2 separate regions of the Hordeum vulgare genome follow, and region 1 is linked to region 2. A link is a contact called in public Hi-C data. All regions are on one chromosome and are shown on one strand. Each heading gives the region's core, a stretch centred on a gene start, on an enhancer-like site or on the middle of the called end of the contact. The rest is flanking DNA. Distances are from core to core; before and after follow the strand shown. Region 1 holds the start of LOC123441159 (TATA box-binding protein-associated factor RNA polymerase I subunit B-like). Region 2 has its middle 6.8 kb from the start of LOC123441141.

Region 1 (2,700 bases), core at 55-2,554, 170 kb after region 2:
ACGAGCGCGTCATGGACAGCGCCTTTGGCAGGATGAAGACCACCTTTTTCAGGAGAGATTGCATGTTTGTCCCCCTTTGAATTGCCTCCTTGTGGTCGCCCTTTTCCTGTCGGAGTCTTGGGAAGAGAGGCCCATGGTAAAGATAAGAGGTGCATGAGGCCACCGTAGATAAGGGAGATAGAGCGACCAGAGAAAGAGAGACCAAATTCCCCATTCTCCCTCGGAGAACCTTTTTCCTCCTTGTAGCTTGTAATAGTTATGCAACCCAAGTGAGAAGAACACAAAGCAGGAGTATGGTTTTACATCACAAGGTGGCCCGAACCTGGGTAAAGTCCGGCGTCCCTCTCGTGTGCAGTGTATATGGCTTTGACGTAGTCATGAGGCGAGGTTGTGGGTGCAACCAACTCCCCAGTGTTCGAACCGGGTTCTTGAGAGGTTTTCCCATAGGCACGAAACTGGTCTCCGACAGAGTTGGCTGTCGAACAGGAGGCAGGGAATATCACAAGGTAGAGTGGCTATGAAGGTGTTGACATATGTCGAGGAGAGGAATGGTGTGGCTGAGGAGAAGAAGCTTGTCCTCGAGGAGGAAATGTTGAGGACTGCTGCCGAGGCCGAGACGAACAAAAGGAAGGAGCCAGAGCAAGCACTCATGCTCACATATGTTTGACAATTTGATGGCATGGTAAAAGAAGATTTTGAGCAAGTTCGTCGTGAGATCATGGACACGCCAAAGCCGTCATCCTGCCAAGATCGTTGTAGTGCAACTTGCAATGCAAGCCCTTGATCTATGCTCAATGTCGCCTCCCGTTTATTCTCATTGAACTTTGTTTCGGTTCTTGTTAATGATATCCAACAAACCATGTCGTAGCTCTGAGTATAATTCTTGAACATGTGTGGTTTGAATTTGATTTCGTGCATTGCCTTTTGAAATGAATTTCCTAGAGTTAATGTTTTGAGGAATGATTAGAATGCAACTTCCGCTAAAAAAAGAAGATTAGAATGCAGGTTTAAAAAACCCAGGATTTCTTGGAAGTTAAATTTGTTTGGGGAAAAATGTTTTGGAGTCAGATTTTTTTAGGGGGTTGGGAGTGAGATAACAGTTGCCCTTAATTCGCTTGATTATTTTCAGGCTGGTAAACTTTTTTTTTAAGACATTCAGGCCGGTTAGCGTTTTTCTTAGGCCGGTTACAGAAAATCCGAATTCACGTGTACAGATAGCCCAGTGAAGGCCTACGGCCCAGGGCCTGCTATGGTAGTCCCTTAACTCTCAAGGGCCAGCGAGAGCGGCGCGCCCCGTCCCCTGCTCGACCCTAGTCACGGTGCTCGCCCTTGCCGGCGCAAGCCGACACTTCTCCCATGTATGACGGCGGCGGCGCCTCCCCGGATAACTACGGAGGAGGCGGCGGCGAAGGAGGAAGAATCCGCCTGGTCTGCGACGACTGCGGCGCGGCGGATGAGTACAACCCCGACGACGCCCAGGACGGCTTCTTCTCGTGCCGCCAGTGCTCCGCTGTCCACACTTCCACCCAGGCGACTGCCGCGGATCCCGACGATTTCCATGTCACCGGCAACATGTCCTTCCACCGTGTTAGCCAAGCCAACAAAACCCCCAAACCCCGCACCCCCGCGCCCTACCCAACCCCTTACCCCATTCGGCAGCCCCCTGCCGCGCCTGCCTTTCCTGACCTCGACGAGCCGTTCGACTTTGTGGTTGGCGCCGGGGCTTGGGGCGAGCCAGAGAAGCTGGGTGCTCGGGTCCGGTGGCGCTACGTTCAGGGGCTGCAGGTGATCCTGCAACAGCAGCTGGAAGTGCTGGTCAAGAGGTACCGGGTGGGCGCGCTTGTCTGCGGCCTGGCTGGAACTGTCTGGGTGCGGTGGGTTGCTGCCTCCAAGGTGTTCGACGAAATTTGGGTGCGGAAGGTGCTCGTAGAGGACGAGGCCGCGCAGAGACTGAAGAAGTGCTCTGCCAGTGGAGGTATCAGTTTACGCTCTTGTTCAGTTATTATAACATTGAAAAGGCCAGAACAAAGTTAGCCATATGTGTATCTCTTGCTGTGCAGGCGAACAAAAACCTCAAGAGGTGAAATGTGAATGGGTGGAGGAAGCCTTGCCACGAAAAGACAGGCGAAGGGTTGAGTTCATCTTTCTGCGCTCATTGAGAACGATGCTGCCAGTATACTCAACATTGTCTGTATGTTTCCTGGCCTGTCATATTGCCCGGGAAGCCATCCTACCAACTGACATTTACAGGTGGGCAATGGAAGGTAAGCTTCCTTATGTGGCAGCATTTACCGAAGTAGAGAAGCTTCTTGGGGTCTCTTTAAAACACTGCCCTTTGAGTGCAAGACAACTATTCAGGCCAGTCCGAGTGATTGGAGCATGGCAACTGGAAGCTTCAGCTGGGTCCATAGCACAACGAATAGGATTGCAGCTTCCTTCTGTTAATTTCTATGCTATTGCTCAACGCTACTTGAATGAGTTGTCTCTGCCGATAGAAAGAATACTCCCTCATGCTTGCCGCATCTATGAGTGGGCATTGCCTGCAGAACTATGGTTGTCTAGTAATCCAGCAAGGGTCCCCACACGGGTCTGTGTAATGGCTATACTAATTGTGGCTCTAAGAGTTCAGTATAACATCAATGGTCAAGGGATATGGGAGGTGAGTATGCCATATAGGGTCACTCTCTTAAGTCATGTAAA
Region 2 (2,700 bases), core at 104-2,603:
CTTAGCACATGTGTCACCTTTCTCACATTATCATCCTTCTCACACGCACACCCATTTAGAAAAACATCGGACATAGTTTAAGCAGCACCATCCAACTGTCCTTGATCATAGACACGACTATTCGAATAGTTTTACATCTTGCAGAGGTTGCACACTTTACCGAAAAGACTCGGGAAACTTCCGTGGCAATTCACGACTCGCGGTATTTTTGGTACCTAAGGTAAATATCCGAACAATGCCTTTTTCATGATGATACTAACAAAGAGTCCACTCGTTGGTGCCATTCCTTGTGATGTACATCATTAGTATCACCCACGAGGGCACGCAACGGCGCGCCCGATGTTCGTTTTCAGCCCATGGTCGTCCTTCCTGGCACGACCCCGTTTCGAGAGTGACCACGTCACTCCCGCCCCGTACCATAAGGGGTATCGTGGTTGTACATGTAAGGTTGGGACGGTCGACAAATCATAAATCTCTCTGTTTTTTAAAACACACACACATCTACCTTGGTACACCACTTCTTTCTCAAGTGGTCACTTAGTCTCAACACCATCTTCCTCGGGCATTAGTGGCACCCGACAGATTTTCGAGAAGTCTTTGAAAACACGACTGTTTCCATCACCATGCATAGTCCCATCCCATTTGTGTAGCAACTACATAGCAATCTATCTACTTCCCGCTCGCACAACTCTAAACACATATAGAGTTATGCAATGCTAGTATCAACGAGGAATTAACGGGTGCAACCCATAGAGGTGGTCACCATAGTCACCATGATTCAATGCAAAAAGTAAGTGATATATGCCATGCAAAAGGGTTTCAAGTCATGGTCAAGGGGCTGATTGCCTTCCTCAACAAAGTTCTTAGGGTCTTCAAAGTCTTCCGATCCAAGCTCTTCGTCAACAACGTAATCTATTTGTCAGAATAATACAGGCAAAAATAAGAGCACGACAAAAACAGAGAAAATAAATCACGCCAAAAAATGTCCATTTATTTTTGTAAAATATTAGGGTGAGTATTAGTACTGTAAAAATTATTTGGTTTTAGTTTTCAAGTGTAAAAAATTGTGAAAAGCAATTTAACAGAAAGTAAAAAATGCTTTTAAAAAGGTTCTAAAACAAAACAGTGTCTAAAACTCTTTTCAAAAATTGCACAAGTGGCACTAATAAATAGGCTGTATTATTACAAATTTTTAGAAATTGGAATCACTAGATTTGGATAAATATTTAAGTCTGGGGGATTTTTGCAACCTTGCAAGGAAATAAAAAGGGAAAATGCACTGTGCTCCATGGTCCTAATTGGCATGGCCAAGCCAGGCTAGCCAACTGAGTCGGCCTAGGCGAGCCAAGCGCGCGCCTGCCTGGGTTCAAACTCGACAGACGGGCCCCTGGTGAGAGAGAGGATGACAAGCGAGGCTCACTTGTCATCTCCTTCCTCGCGACAAAGAGGGGACGATGCTCACCGGCGGCGGAGGAGTGCTCTACGAGACGAGGGAGCTGCAGGGATGGATGCATGGTTGAGTCGCCGGTCGGGGGGAGGTGGAGATGGACGGGGAGGAGCAGCTGCTCACCAGCGACGAAGAACGTGGTGGAGGAGCTTCGGGAGGGGGCCGCCGACGTCGGCTCCGACTGCAAAACATGAGGGAGAGGGGGAGGATCAGGAGGCTGCACAGGCTCCAAATCAAAAAAGAACGACAACGGGGGAAGGTCGTACCGAGCGAATTGACGGCGGGTCCTTCCGACGGAGCTCGAGCTCGACCTCGAGCTCGTGTGGCTTTCGGGTGGCTATGGTGGTCCAAGTGGTCGATTTGGGGAGGGGAAGAGAGTCCACGGGAAAGGCGGAGCGGGGTGGCTTTATATAGCCAGGGCACGGGCTCACTGTGGACCCATGTGCTATCGAGGTTGCAGGCGATGATGTGGTTCACACGAGAGGGACATGCTGCTCGGAGGCGTTCCTGGGGATCGTCTATGGTCGTGGGGAGAGGAGAGGGAGCGGGGGTTTCCGCGCATGTGAGCTCACACATTGGCCGGCTCGGGCAGCCACGGGCGCGCGCTGCACAGTGTGTGTGTGTGTGTGTGTGTGTGAGAGAGAGAGAGAGAGAGAGAGAGAGAGAGAGAGAGAGAGAGAGAGAGAGGAGAGAGAGAGAGAGAGAGAGAGAGAGAGAGAGGGGCTCCGACACTCTCGCGTGTCGCTGAACAGAAGCCTCGGCGGCGCGAGAGTGGCTCGGCGGCAAGGGGATGGGCTTTGAGCAAAGTCAGCTCTCAGGTGCACTATAGCACGCTCCAGAGCGCATTTTTGGCCGGCATGATGATGCCACTGACGCGCTCTGGCGCGGCCACTTGCGCCCTTTTGCTGCATGAGGGTTAAAAAAGGGAGAAAGTGCTTGGGATGCTCTGGTAGCAGGCTAGCGAAGAGAAAAAGCTGAAGAGGGAGGAAAAACTTGTTGTCTAGAGAGGTGCAAGTGGACTTTCACCCCCTCAATCATGCATCTATCCGTTGAGGTGGCTAGTGGAGATGCTTTAGGTCTCAGGGAACCGTGGTAAATTTTTGGGGCAAGGAGAATAAGTTAAGTGGTGAAACTAGCCACTTTGGAGAATGACCACAAGGTGTTTGATGCAGTTTTGGGCAAGATACCCTTGCACATTTACTCTGAGATTTAACACAATCATATGGTGGGAATAATTGAGCTTTAATACCAAC

Evidence for each region. Hi-C and Micro-C count contacts between places; a contact is called where the count stands out from the background.
Region 1: a Hi-C map of leaf shows a contact between it and region 2, with 4 times the contacts expected there. The contact joins the promoter of LOC123441159 here to the enhancer-like site in region 2. A contact is called at or near these places in 2 of 6 Hi-C or Micro-C datasets (leaf and seedling).

Annotation. Positions count from the first base shown.
Region 1 is chr1H:411,232,321-411,235,020 of MorexV3_pseudomolecules_assembly, forward strand. It overlaps LOC123441159 (TATA box-binding protein-associated factor RNA polymerase I subunit B-like), which reads left to right and starts at 1,305. Exons shown (of 5, transcript XM_045117666.1): 1 at 1,305-1,975; 2 at 2,061-2,659. The coding sequence starts at 1,357.
Region 2 is chr1H:411,060,623-411,063,322 of MorexV3_pseudomolecules_assembly, forward strand. No RefSeq gene overlaps it. Among protein-coding and RNA genes, the nearest start is that of LOC123441141, 6.8 kb to the left of the region's middle. Within about 2 kb of position 1,354, at least 1 of the 3 cell types and tissues checked has open chromatin away from gene starts, as enhancers often do. A contact at or near this core is called in leaf, where this site is marked.